2 separate regions of the Sus scrofa genome follow, and region 1 is linked to region 2. Evidence: chromatin contacts called from public HiChIP or PLAC-seq data. All regions are on one chromosome and are shown on one strand. The core of a region is the stretch at or near the end of the contact, and the rest is flanking DNA. Distances in the headings are between cores, read along the strand shown. Region 1 overlaps LPP (lipoma-preferred partner). Region 2 holds the start of LPP (lipoma-preferred partner).

What was found. HiChIP or PLAC-seq counts read pairs in DNA pulled down with a chosen protein or histone mark.
Region 1: a contact with region 2 is called in an H3K27ac HiChIP or PLAC-seq map of skeletal muscle. The contact joins the enhancer-like site here to the promoter of LPP in region 2. A contact is called at or near these places in 1 of 5 promoter capture datasets (liver), 4 of 47 Hi-C or Micro-C datasets (embryonic fibroblasts, liver, skeletal muscle and 1 more) and 2 of 2 datasets of contacts at active chromatin or transcription factors (alveolar macrophages and skeletal muscle).

Annotation. Positions count from the first base shown.
Region 1 is chr13:125,960,054-125,966,173 of Sscrofa11.1, reverse strand. All of the region lies in intron 2 of LPP (lipoma-preferred partner), which reads right to left. Among named protein-coding and RNA genes, the nearest start is that of LPP, 180 kb to the right of the region's middle. Within about 2 kb of position 2,848, at least 8 of the 83 cell types and tissues checked have an H3K27ac peak or open chromatin away from gene starts, as enhancers often do. A contact at or near this core is called in skeletal muscle, where this site is marked.
Region 2 is chr13:125,777,952-125,784,205 of Sscrofa11.1, reverse strand. It overlaps LPP (lipoma-preferred partner), which reads right to left and starts at 1,833. Exons shown (of 11, transcript XM_021071250.1): 1 at 1,577-1,833. It overlaps LOC106508360, which reads left to right. Exons shown (of 3, transcript XM_021069821.1): 2 at 1,079-1,697; 3 at 2,227-6,254. The coding sequence ends at 2,424.

The sequences.
Region 1 (6,120 bases), core at 1,599-4,098, 180 kb before region 2:
TATGGGGAATGAAGAGTTATCGTACCCATAGCCCAGCATTCCTCCTGACTGAGACATCAGTGTATAATGAAAAGAGCACGGACTCTGGGAGCCTCAAGACTTGGGATCCAGTCCCAGTTTGACCCCTGGTGAATCCCACTTCTGAGGAAATGAAGGGCGTTGAAAAGATAAAGACTGCTGGATTCCTTCAACCCGCCTTCCATGATTCCCAGGGAGCAACTTCACAGGGCTCCCTCCTGTCTCTCAAGGCTTGGGGAAGGAATGCCTAGGAATGCTGGCACAGACCCAGTCATTGTCAGCAGGCCTGTAGCCAACAGACTCGAAATTGGTCTCCAGCCGAAAACAATGCTTCTCAAACTCTAATGAGCCTAGGAACTACCTAGGGATCTTATTAAAATGCAGATTCTGATCAGTAAGTCTGGAGTGTGGCCTGAGGTCTGCATTTCTAACAAGCTCCCAGGTGATGCTGATGCTCCTGGTCTTCAAACCAAACTCTAAGAAGCAAGGATCTAAAAAATCTAAAGATGAAGTTAGGAAGTAGAATCTATAAGAACAGGTCGCATGTGCCTGTCTCATTTGGGCTAGGATGCAAACTATTAATCACACAGACAATAATATTTTTGTATTATATAGCACAGTGGTATTCCACTTATCCTCCCAACAGTCCTGCCACTAGGGTGTGATTTCCATTTTACAGACAACGAAACTGAGATCCAAAGAAATCAAGATACTGCATCCAAGGTCCGGCAGCTAACAGTGCTGGATTCCCAATCCAGCTATATTTACCTGGGAAGTATGAGCATGAGCGAACAGATGACAGAAAATTTAATTAGCTGTTACTGTAGGATGCTGGTATGAAGTCTGGTCCTTGTTCTGCCTGCCCATCTGAAGGTGTTGCCCCTGACAATCTCCAAGGCCTCTTCCATGTCTCACACCAGCGGTCAGTCCCAGGGCTCCCACATAGACTCACGGTGGGTCACCAGGCCTTGAGATGAGCTTCACACATGTGGCAGTCATTACATCTTGGCACGATCCAAATTCTAACTGCTCACATCTGCATCTGTGCTGATCTGTGCACAGCCAGGAGTCTATCTCTAGTAAAAATCCCCCGCATAATAGGGAGAAAACAACAAATGGATTTCCCAAAGCATTGAGATTCCAATTCAGTTGATAACCTGCAGTATGATCAGGGCTCTATGACCCTATCACTCTGTCTCCTCCTCCTCTCACTTATAAAAATGGAGAAACTGAGAATACTAACCTGATACAAGTTTGAAAGAATGGGAAAAATATGAGTTATTTATAAGGCAGTTTATACAACTGCCCAACTTTCTTATTCTGCCTGAAGGTACCAGCAGAGTACTTAATTAATGAATTTTCATGTAAATGTTTCAGGACATATGATCTTGTTCATCTCTGAACTCCCATTGCTCACATTCAGAGTATTCTTCAGGGGGCCTCTGTCCAATTCCTACCAGAAACTTCTACAGTTTTTAGAATTGTTTCACTGTCCCTATTCATAGTCTGTGTTATCTCTGGAGGTATTCACACATCTTGAAGCAGATGTGCATTTGAATCCAGACTTTGCTATTTTATTTGCTGTATGACATTAGACAAATTACACAAACTCTCTGAGCTCAGGGTCCACATAAGAAAGGTGGGAAAAAATAATTTTCTACTTTATGAGATTAATGAAATGAAGTATTAAAATGGATAGCACTTAGCAGATTTTGGATTAAAACAACACCTGAGTGAGTGAATGTGTGTGAGTGAGTGAATGAATAAAATAAGTAGAATAAGAATTTCAATATTAAGACATCACTCAACAACTTGAAATGTAATAAATGTCCAGAGTCATGCTCATAAATGAGTCTGACACTCAGAGCAAAACAATAGGTGAATTGTGGGAGAAATCCAACAGCAAAGGAAATGTATGTTACCCAAATGTCATCACAGACTTCCCACACTGAAAAATATCTTTTGCTTAATCTAGAACCTATATATGATCTTCAGAAGGTTTACAGACCTCCTGAAATTATAGACAACATTCTATGCAGACATGTATTTTCTATTTCATAGATTCATCTGCATTTCCAAATATTCCATAATCCTTTCCCCTACCGCTAAACACACACACAGAGAGACAAATTAATAACTACTGCCTTAGGCAAGTCCCTTGACAGAAAGGGATCTTCCAACTCAGAGAGAAAGAAGTTTATTTAATAAAACAAGGCTAAAAGACACAAGCATGCAGCTTAGAAAGAGACAGTGGAAGTTTTCATGATGAGCACTCCAAACCAGACAAAGAATTTCAGATTCAGCTTGGCTGCAAACTTGCTATGGGACCTTAGAAAAATCAGAGACTCATGAAAATCAGAGTTGGGGAAACTCAGACATCATCTATTTCACTCGCTTCCGCCTCCTCCCCCTCCCATATTACAGATGGAGAAACTGAGGTTCAGAGGAAAGTCATGCTTTCACCAAAGTCACAGCAAATTAAGTAGAGCCAGGATTGAACCACAGACTCAGTAATATAATTGCCACACTCTACATGCCAGGATTATGAGGTATAAGATAAGTGTTAAGACCCAGTGGCCTCAAAGTTATCTTCTAACTATTAGATAATTACTACTCTCTTCTCTGGAAATCTCATGAAAACATTAGTTTGATTTTGGCAAAGATCATCCCAGCTGATTGTCAGTCCCAGCCCAGTCCCACGAGAACAAGGCAGAGAGAAGGTCTGAAAGAATGAAAGATGCTGCTGTTAATCTTGGGTAGCACAGTGACTGTGAACTGCAGGCCTTGAACTAGATTTCACCATGTTGGCTATTACTCTCCTGTCCCCTGTGTATTAATCCTGCATCTGTCTTCTCTTTATTAATGTTCCCAACTATGCGTAGTACATAGCCAGCTAGGAACTCATACTCAGCTTCCTATAATTCACTGGATCAGAAAAGGGCAGGAAGACACAGTGGTGAGGTCAGGGGCAAGTAATCTCTTACAGGAAGAACTACAGGGAAATCCACAGCCTCCTAATAAACACAGAGAAGACAAGCAGCCAGAATCCTCTATACCATGCCTCATGGAAAAAACAGAGAGGCTTGGCATCCATTTATGTTTCAAGGGCAGCTCACATCCCTGTGTTGACAATGGGATTGGTTTTGCCTGAAAATGGCGTCCCTTTAAAATCAGGAAGAGAAAGCACACTTCACATAGAGATTTCTCTCCTAAAACAGAGATATAACTATGGAGTCAGAAGAAAGAATTCTAGCCCAGATCTTCTAGCCCACTAATACATTAGACAAATCAGATTCTCTCCTTGACCCAAAATCTCCATCTCTGTAATGAAAGAATTTGGCTAGAGTGGTTCTTAAAGTCCCCTCTGCCTTTAACATTCTGATCTCTCCTTAAGGTCACTGACTGCAACCCTGGAAAAGTCAAACAACAAACAGAAGAGGAACCTCTCTATGCTACCAGAGTCTGTGAAACTGAGACCCAGATTATAGAGCAGAGAAACACGGAAGAACAGATGTTTTTTCTTTTCTACCAGAAACTGAATGGGAACCAAAAAAATGCATAAATGGCCAATCATACTGTATGTATAGTTCAAATCACTACCTGCCCTTCTGGTATGTACAAAAGTCAAATGCTGAAAAGAACAACTATTTTCACATACTGCATTCTCCTATGACATTGGAAAAGCGGCAGTAGGAGAAAGGATTGGCCAAGGGAAAAACATTGTAAAAAATAGGACATTTGACTAGAAGAAATGCCATACTGACCAGTCCAACTTTATCTGTTGTTAGATACTGAAAAGGACCCCAGAGAAGGGAAAGTGACTTGTCCAAGGCCCAGAGCTAGCAGTAGAATTAGATTCTCATGAATTTGGGTTCATAGAACATAACCCATAATGCATTGCTTCACTCCTGCAAACAATGAGATTCTATCCAGATGACTAAGAAAATAATTTTACTTATAACTACTGTCTCTACCTCCACCTCAAAAAAAAAAAAAAAAAAAATCACTGATTTATTTGTGTTAAGACAGATTAGGGCTGTTTCTATTAAATTATAATAAACAATGCACTCTAGCAATATAGACAAGTCCATGAGAATTAATTGGGCATTATTCATCCCTGCTAATGAATCACCTTGTAGAAAATAAGGAAAATCAATGTTCTACCAGAGGCCAGAAACCTGTTCTTGCTCAAGTACAGATATTCCCTGTTAAAGAACATCGGGTATCAGCTCTAAATAGTAAACAGGGTATACAGTTTCAGATTCCATGAAGTACAGCTTTAAATAGACTTGGTTTGGAAATTGGACAGGGAACACACCACAGTCAGTGGATCAACGTTGAAAGCCGAGAAAAACAATGATTACACTCATTAAGTGGGTACCTGTTGACACGTCTACTGTCAAGTCTAATTATTTATTTAAACAGTTATTCTGTCTTCATTACTGCCACCGATACCAATTCTTACCACAAGATTATTTTAAATTTCTGTAGCATGTCTCCATAATATTTACTTCTCTACTTTCCAAAGGCTATTTGAGAAGTTTTATCCTATTTTCCACACCAAAACCTCTTCCAAAACAAAAAAAAGTAGATAGACAGACAGATAGATATGATAGATAGATAGATGACAGATGGATGATAGACAGAAAAATAAATATTAAATCCCTCTGTCTCAAGAGCAATTTTTCATGATCTTTCAAGACATGATTAAAATTTTCTTGGTAATTTCAAAATGGGTTTTAGTGAAGAAGGGGGGCATAGTTAACCACTTCTCAAAACTTATTTTATTAATATTTAACAATTGGCATTGGAGGAAACAATGTAATAACTACAGTTTCTTAATGAACAAATAGGTCTCTGCCTCATAGAGCTATCAAAATCTATGGTGTGTCTATAGTACACTTTTCTGATATGTTTACCCATGAAAATACATGAAATACATAGGAAAGGATTTTTTGCAGGGGCATTTTGTGGACTACAGATGGACAAAAAGACAGGTAGGAGCTATTCCTGTATTTTTGGCTACCATCTTTTTTAAATAAGATGGTATTTTTGTAGAAATGAGAATAAAATCAAACAACACAAGTGGCTGCATTGTTTGATTTACTCATAGAGGAGTTTCATGGTCCATACGTCTCCTCACTGGCCTTGTTTGCACATGACCTGTCCTTATTCTATGTGTATGGTGAATATCAGCTTTGAAAACCATATTAATGTAAAACTAAAATTTCCACTCAATTCTAAATTTCTAACTCATACAAATATGGGGTAGTACCAACAGACTTCAATTCTTTCAAAGGTCTGTGTAAATAAAATCATGATTAAGATCATGGAAATACACAGCAAAAGGTAAACAAAATATTCAGCAGAACAAATGTTTACAGTACTTTAAATGCTGATAACAAATCTTCCACAAATTTGCTATTCTACAGGGCTTGCAGTTAGGAACAGCACATTGACTACCCCACCTCTTCTAAAACTTCTAGAAGAGTATACGGACCACAGCAGAGCTAGCTGTGAAATACAGCTATCAGCTGTTTATCTGCAGGAGAAAACTCATATTTTACAAATTTTACAACCATTATGCTTCTTGTTTTTCTTTTCTTTCTTTTTTTTTAATTTTTTAAAATTTATTTTTACTAGTATCTGTTTTCTTAGCAAACTTAAGAAGAGTGAATTCTTCTGCCAAAGGGCTACCTACTTTACACTGGTTCCCCAGGAGAGTGACATGCAGATACTATGGGTCCTAGGTCTCAAAGGGCTCTAACTCATTTTCTGTATCCTTGAGATTTGTTGTTCTTGTAGCCTTAAATTATTTGAAGTGTTTTGGGCAGATGAGAGACAGTGACAGACCCAACTAGTAAAGTGTGGCCCCTTCAGAGCCAGGTAACACTGGCAGCATAGTGCAGCTATGTACTCAATTAAGGGCCAGGAAACTGGAGATAAAGCCCTCCTGCTACATACTAACTGAGGAAACAAGAAGGCAACAGACAAGAATATCCTAGGTATGGCATACTAGAGACATTAAATACTTCCACGTTGCCCAGACTTTTGTGCTTTTGGTAGGAAACCTTAAAAAGCTAGGAAATGAAGGGGAAATTA
Region 2 (6,254 bases), core at 584-3,083:
TCTGGCCTTCCATAGTCTACCATTATTTACTGCAGGCTTTAGAAGGAGCACCCACCTTCGCTGAACCTTTTTTTTTGTTTCCCTACCCCTAAGAGCTGGGAGGGTGAAGATGTGGGGAAGGGAGGATGTTAGTTGCTTTCCCTCCTACCACTTAAAAGCTTTCTTAAAATGCACTTGTGCTGGAGGAGGTAGGCCACTAAGTCACTAACACTTTAGTGAGAATGAGTTTTATTGGAAAGCAAGCAATTTAGAAAAGGGTGAGGAAATGAAAAGAGAGAGGGGATGGATACAAAGTTAAGTGACTCTGGTACAAGTAAAGAAGCTCAAATAACGAACCTACATTTTTTGCGTGTAGTGTTGAGGGCCAGATGGCTTTGGATCCCTGGGAAGGAAAGGGAAGCCGGAGAGATCTTTCAGCACCTCTAGCACCCCAAAGTCACAAAGACACCCCTCCGTTCAAGAACTGAGGCACAATTCCACTGATTATTTCATCTCATGTACCCCCACCCCCGGCCGTCCAACCTCATGCCCCTGCCTCCTTGCACAGTAACATTTACAGCTTCATCTCCACTCTCCACATTTTATTTAGTCTTCTCTGCTCTGCAGTTCTCTCTTGCAAATGGCCTCTGCCCTTGTCCCTGACTGGCTTCAGAAAACCCTCCACCCTTCAAAAGCCTCTGACCCCTCCTTAGGAACCAGAAAAGCAAATCCTTTATCCAGAGCCCCTTCAAACTTTATTCGTGCCTTTTCTCCAGCACTTAGCATCGTCTACCTTGGGTCAGGCTTGGCTCCTCAGCTGAGCGCTCCACTGAGGTCAGAGTCTGGGCCCTAAATGCCTCTAGGACCCTACAACCCAGTACAGCGCCCGCACCAGTGTGTGCCGAAGGAAGAAATGCTTGAAAAAAAAGACCTAGGAGTTGGGAGCCATCTATTTTAATTATGGCCCGGCTTCTAATAAGTGACTTTGGGGGAGGCTCTCCTTCTCTCTGGGTCTCAGTTGCCTCAACAGGAAAATGGGGGAACTCGAAGCCTGTACTCTTAGGCCCCTTCCACTGTGACAACTGTGATTCCGCGAAAGCTCTAAGCGGCTGGGTGTGGCCCCGCCCCCTGGGAGCCCTGAAAAGCCCGGGCAGGGGGCGCCCAGGGAAGGGCTCCAACCCCGCCCAACCCCGGGCCAACGCTTCCCGAAAAACTCGGGGTCCCCCTCCCCCACGCATGCACCCCGTGATCGCGCCGCGGCCAGCACTTCCGCACGGCGGGCCCTGCGGCCCGGGCCGGACGCGCGCTCGGCGCCCTGCGGCCCGCGCTCCTGCCACCCCGGAGGCGCTCGCGCCCGGGGAGGGCTGGGGGTTCCCGAGGCGCCCGCGGGCGGAGGGTGGGGGGGAAGGAAGGAGGATTTGCAGCAATACCTCGGGGAGGAGGAGACCGGGGCAGCGGCGGCGGCAGCGGCGGCTGGAGGCGGAGGCAGCGGCGAAGGAGGAGGTGCCCGGGCACTCCCCCTCCTATTGTCCCCAGCCCCGGCCAGGCCCGGCCCCGAGCCCCGCACCGCGCCCCGCGCCGCGCCGCCAGCCCTTACCTTACAGCGCCCGGCTCTCCCCCGCTTCCTAAAGCTACTTATCCCGGGAAAGCTCGCGCGGGGCCCGGGAGCGAACCCACAGACAAAAAGTGAAACTTCGGCAGGGCTGGAGCGGCTGCTGGTTGGTGCCTTTCCCCCTCCTTCCTCCCCACCGTCCCCACCCCCTCCCCTCGGTCTCCCGTGCGGTGCCCTGAGAGCTGGAGGCTGACGTCAGGGGCCTGAATTCCTGACTTTGCCTGCACGCATTTGTCCATGTAAGGTATGGGAAGGCGGGTGCCCGCGGGGCCGCCGCGCCGCGCTCGCCGCCGGGGGAGGGGGCGCCCTCCGCGAGCCATGGCCTTGCTCCAAGGTGGGTGCACCCGAGGGCCGTTGATTTCCTGGGAGGGAGAGAAGACGCGGGGAGCTTGCAAAGGAGGAAGGAAAGAGGGAGATGTGGAGGCTTTGCCTGCACTGGAGGAAGAGGAAGGAAACGAAGAAGGAGGACACTGCCGGGGTGAGGGGCTATTGAAGAAATGGGGGAAAGCGCGTCCACTGTTTAGGGCGCCAGATTGGCGGGGTGAGGGGGGGCGGTAAGCCTGAGCAAACCAGATCCAGCCTTTGAATCCCCTTCGGAGACTTGCTCTTGAGCCCCGCCCCGAATTCCCAGCCAGGCTCAAAAGTACTGGATGTCAGAGCACCAACATCAACTTCCAACCCGTCCACTACACACATGGGGAAACCGAAGCCCTCAGAAGAGAAGTGACTTGTGCAAGGTCATGTACTCCACAGATCCAGGCATGAGACCCGGATGCTCATCTTTCCAGCCCTGTTCCCGTCACCCTGGCTCCCTGCTTCCTGCAGAGCAGTGAACCAAATGTCTTCGGGCTACAAGGACCACCCTAGACAGAGATTCCGAACTTGCCTGGGCCGCGATGAAGTCAGTTCCTAGAAGGCTCTGACTGCCAGTGAGCGTTGAATAGCCATACCAATTAGTTGCTTCAAGGCAACTTCCTCTGTCTCTTGCTTAAATAAATGAACCCCAGGAGTTTAACATTTACTTCACAGCCCTGACTGGAAACCCAGAAAGCTTACTGGGTGCTTCCAGCTTCAAAAAAGTTTGCAAACTGGGTGAACTGGTTTGAATAAAGGCAGACCTGATACTGGAAGTTTGGGGTTGGATATTTTTCCTCAGACATTTAAATGTGAGCAACCAGGAGAGCCACCATTTATTATGTTAAAAGGTTAGGAAAGGGGCAGCAGCCATTGCCTGGAAGGCACTCTAAGGCTGGGGACTTTGTTTCCTTGTATTTCTATCCTACTGATGTCTAATCATTCCTCACCTCAGCACGTGATAAAGCACTTTTTTCTCACTGGCATATTATGTTTTTTTGTTAGGACAAATTGTAGTCCCTTGTTTCCATTTAAGGAAAAAATCGGGTAAAGAGGCTTGCCCAACACAAAATAAGCAACAGAACGAAACACCTGAACCCACCTTCCCCCATCCAGGTCCCCTGACTAATCCCATGATTTTTCCACTCAACAAGGAGGCCCTGATCTTCTAATTCCTATTAATAAATAGTGAGAGTACCCAGTGAGTTACTAATTCATGAAACCTAGAAAACTTGCTTTTGGGGGTATTTGGTGGGATTTTTTTTTTTTTTAACCAAGAATTAAAAAATGCAGAAACATTTTTGCTCCTGCCTTTTATCAAGCATCTTTTTTGTGCAAAGTTTTTGAATTCACACATTCCTGGGTATGATAGGGATGGAATAGGATAATGGCACGTGTGGTTGTGGGGGTCCCAGTGGGGGACCATGGATGGAGGGGGGTGCCTGGGGAGATTTGGGAAATTACTGTGGGTTGGCGATTGATCAATGGGGAGGGCCATCAGAATGACTAGTGGAGGCAGGAGATAAGCCTCAGGTCTTTGAGTGTGGGATGGGGCGAGGCCTGCATTCAGGTTCAGACCTAGGGCAGGAGTTTAAGGACCACCCTTCTGATTTGAATAAGCTCCGGGACAGTCCTAGTTTGACCTTACAGAGTCAATACTCTCTTACCAGCTACTGAGGAGGAGCTACTACTCTAGAAAGAGGAAGAGGCAGTCTTTTCCCACCCCCATTTCCCTTGGATTATTAAAATGTAGCCCACCTAATCTTCAGGGCAGAGCCTCCTTCCCTGCCTGCTAGCATCTCTCACAAGCACTTTTTCTTAATGAATCTAAGTCTTTCCTATCAGTTTGTCTCTCATTGAATTCCTTCTACGCTGAGGCACAAAGAACTTGAACCACAGTAAGTCACCAGGTGAGTGATTCTAACTTAAAAACCATGAATTTGATAGGGATAGAGTAGACACAGGTAGTTGTAGAAGTCCCAACAAAGGACCACATTTATAGAGAGAAACTTAGGGGACGTTGGGAGATCACTGTGAGTTAATAAATTGCTCAAGAAAACCATCAGCACAAGGCAGGCTTGCTTCATTAGTGGAGCCTTGAGAATTGCCTCATGTTGTTGGGTGGGGGATGGGATGAGGCCTGCATTCATAGACCAAGGGCTAGAGTTTGAGGACCACCCTTCCATGGATTTTACACACTTTAGGGATACTAAGGAGGAGCCAGTATTCCCAGAAAGGAAGAGGCGGGCTTTTCCAATCCCCACTCCCCTTGGATAATAAAACTGTGGCCCAGTGGATCCTGGGGGCAGAGCCTCCTTGCCTGCCCTCCTGCATCTCTCACAAGTGTCCTATCTTAATAAATCTATTTCTTGCCTATCACTTTGTCTCTTGCTGAATTCCTTCTGCATGGAGACATGAAGAACCTGTATCTCAGTGAGTCCAGACGCAGGGTAGTGATTCTAATTTCAAACCTTGGGTTTAAGTCCCAATCTGGGTTTAGGCTGGGTTCGAGTCCTGACACATGGGTTCAAGCCCCAAACTATATTCTGGCTAGGTTCAGCCCATTACTGCTGTCAGGTTCAGGTTCAGGAACGTGGGTTCAGTTCCCAGTCTGGGTTTTGGCTGGGTTCAAATCCCATTCTAGGTTCTTGGCTAAGTTCAGGTCATAAGTGTTGTCAGTTTCAGGTCCAAATTATTTTCTTGTTCTCAAATTTTCATTTACTCATAAAAAAATAGGAAAATAGTAGCAGAGATATAAGATTAAGGTACCTATTCCAGGCAATAATGAAATATTTTTTCTCTTTGCAAACTAATACAATTTGAAATAGAAAGTATTAGCTCTTAAAGAGATTTTGTTCTGGGGCTTTAAAAAGATCAGATTCTATTACAACACTGTCCACTTACAATATCCTCAGTGTTTCAGCAAACCCATGTTCTGAGTGCTATTTTTTAACATGAAAAAATCCTAATATCACACAAACTAAGAATGAATTCACCCATTCCCCATCGACTATAACAAGCCTTGACCAGAATCTTTTTTTTCTTCCCCAGTAACCCACTTACCAAGAATAATAGGGTTCTAATGAGGATTAATAAGATTTAATAAGGTATAATTAGAGTCATTCATTTCCTTCATCATACACATTGTAAGAGTGCTCTGTTAGATCCAGAAATGCTCCTAATTATGTTGAAACTGTTGTATGAGTGTGTTGGGTAAGATCACTGTGTCTCTCTTCCTGAAATATTTATGAATTGCTCAGGTGGGCATGGTGTTAGCACAAGCATTATATAAAGTTAATCACAAAAGATAATTTCTACTCTTGAGGCACTCACCAGGAGTCTAAGAGGCAAAGTCATAAATTGGATGCTTGGTGAACCGCATGCAGTGTTGTCTCAGTGCAAACCCAAATCAAAAGCCTCATTCTCATTTGCTGATCTGATTTCTTTTGTATTCTCACTTTTTTTTCAACAACCCTATTAAAACCTGCTGCGTGGAGGGACTTGGGAAAGAAGGGAAGGCTGTATAAATGCACAGACTTAATGCTAGAGAAATTCAGGTTTACCAATTCAGAGACTAGGAGATGCACAGAATTTCAGGGGGGTAGAGGGCATGTGATGAGAGGGTTACACCCTGGTGGCCTAAAAGCTTACAGATGCCACCTCCTTGGTCCAGTGATGGCACAAAAGACTTTGAACAAGGCTAAGTTGTAGTCCCACCATACCCTGGCAGTCCCTTGCTCAAAGGCTTTTGTGTACCTTGCGTCAGTCTTTCTTCTGGGCTTATATGTGACCAGCAATATTCTAAGGATTCATCTGCATTTCACAAAACACTTTAGAGGTTGCATTATTATTTTCTCTATTTTGCCCATGAGGAAAGAAAAGCCCTGGAAGGTTAAATAGTCTGCTCTTAACACAGAGCTAGTACATGGGTAAGCTGAGACACCCCCCCACCCCCTGCCCGAGCCCAGGCAGCCTGGCTCTTCCTTCTCTCACCCACTGCTGAGTAACCATCTGGTCTCAGTTTGAACCTTCCAATGTGCAGAACTCATAATTTGCCACAGCTGACCAAGAGGAAAAGATATAAAGAGGCTATTGGAGAAATAATAACAGCAAGAGCATTGAAGATGGAAGGTAAACACCAACCTTATGTGGTCTCCCCTCAATTTAAAACCCATCAGGCCAAACTCCTAAGTGTAGTTGGCATAGTCCTTCAGCATCACATCTGCCAGTCTTTAGCGCTCCGGCCAATGGAAGTTCTGATGTTTGCCAAACATCCTAACTGCCTTTATACCAGTTTTTTTTTCCTCCC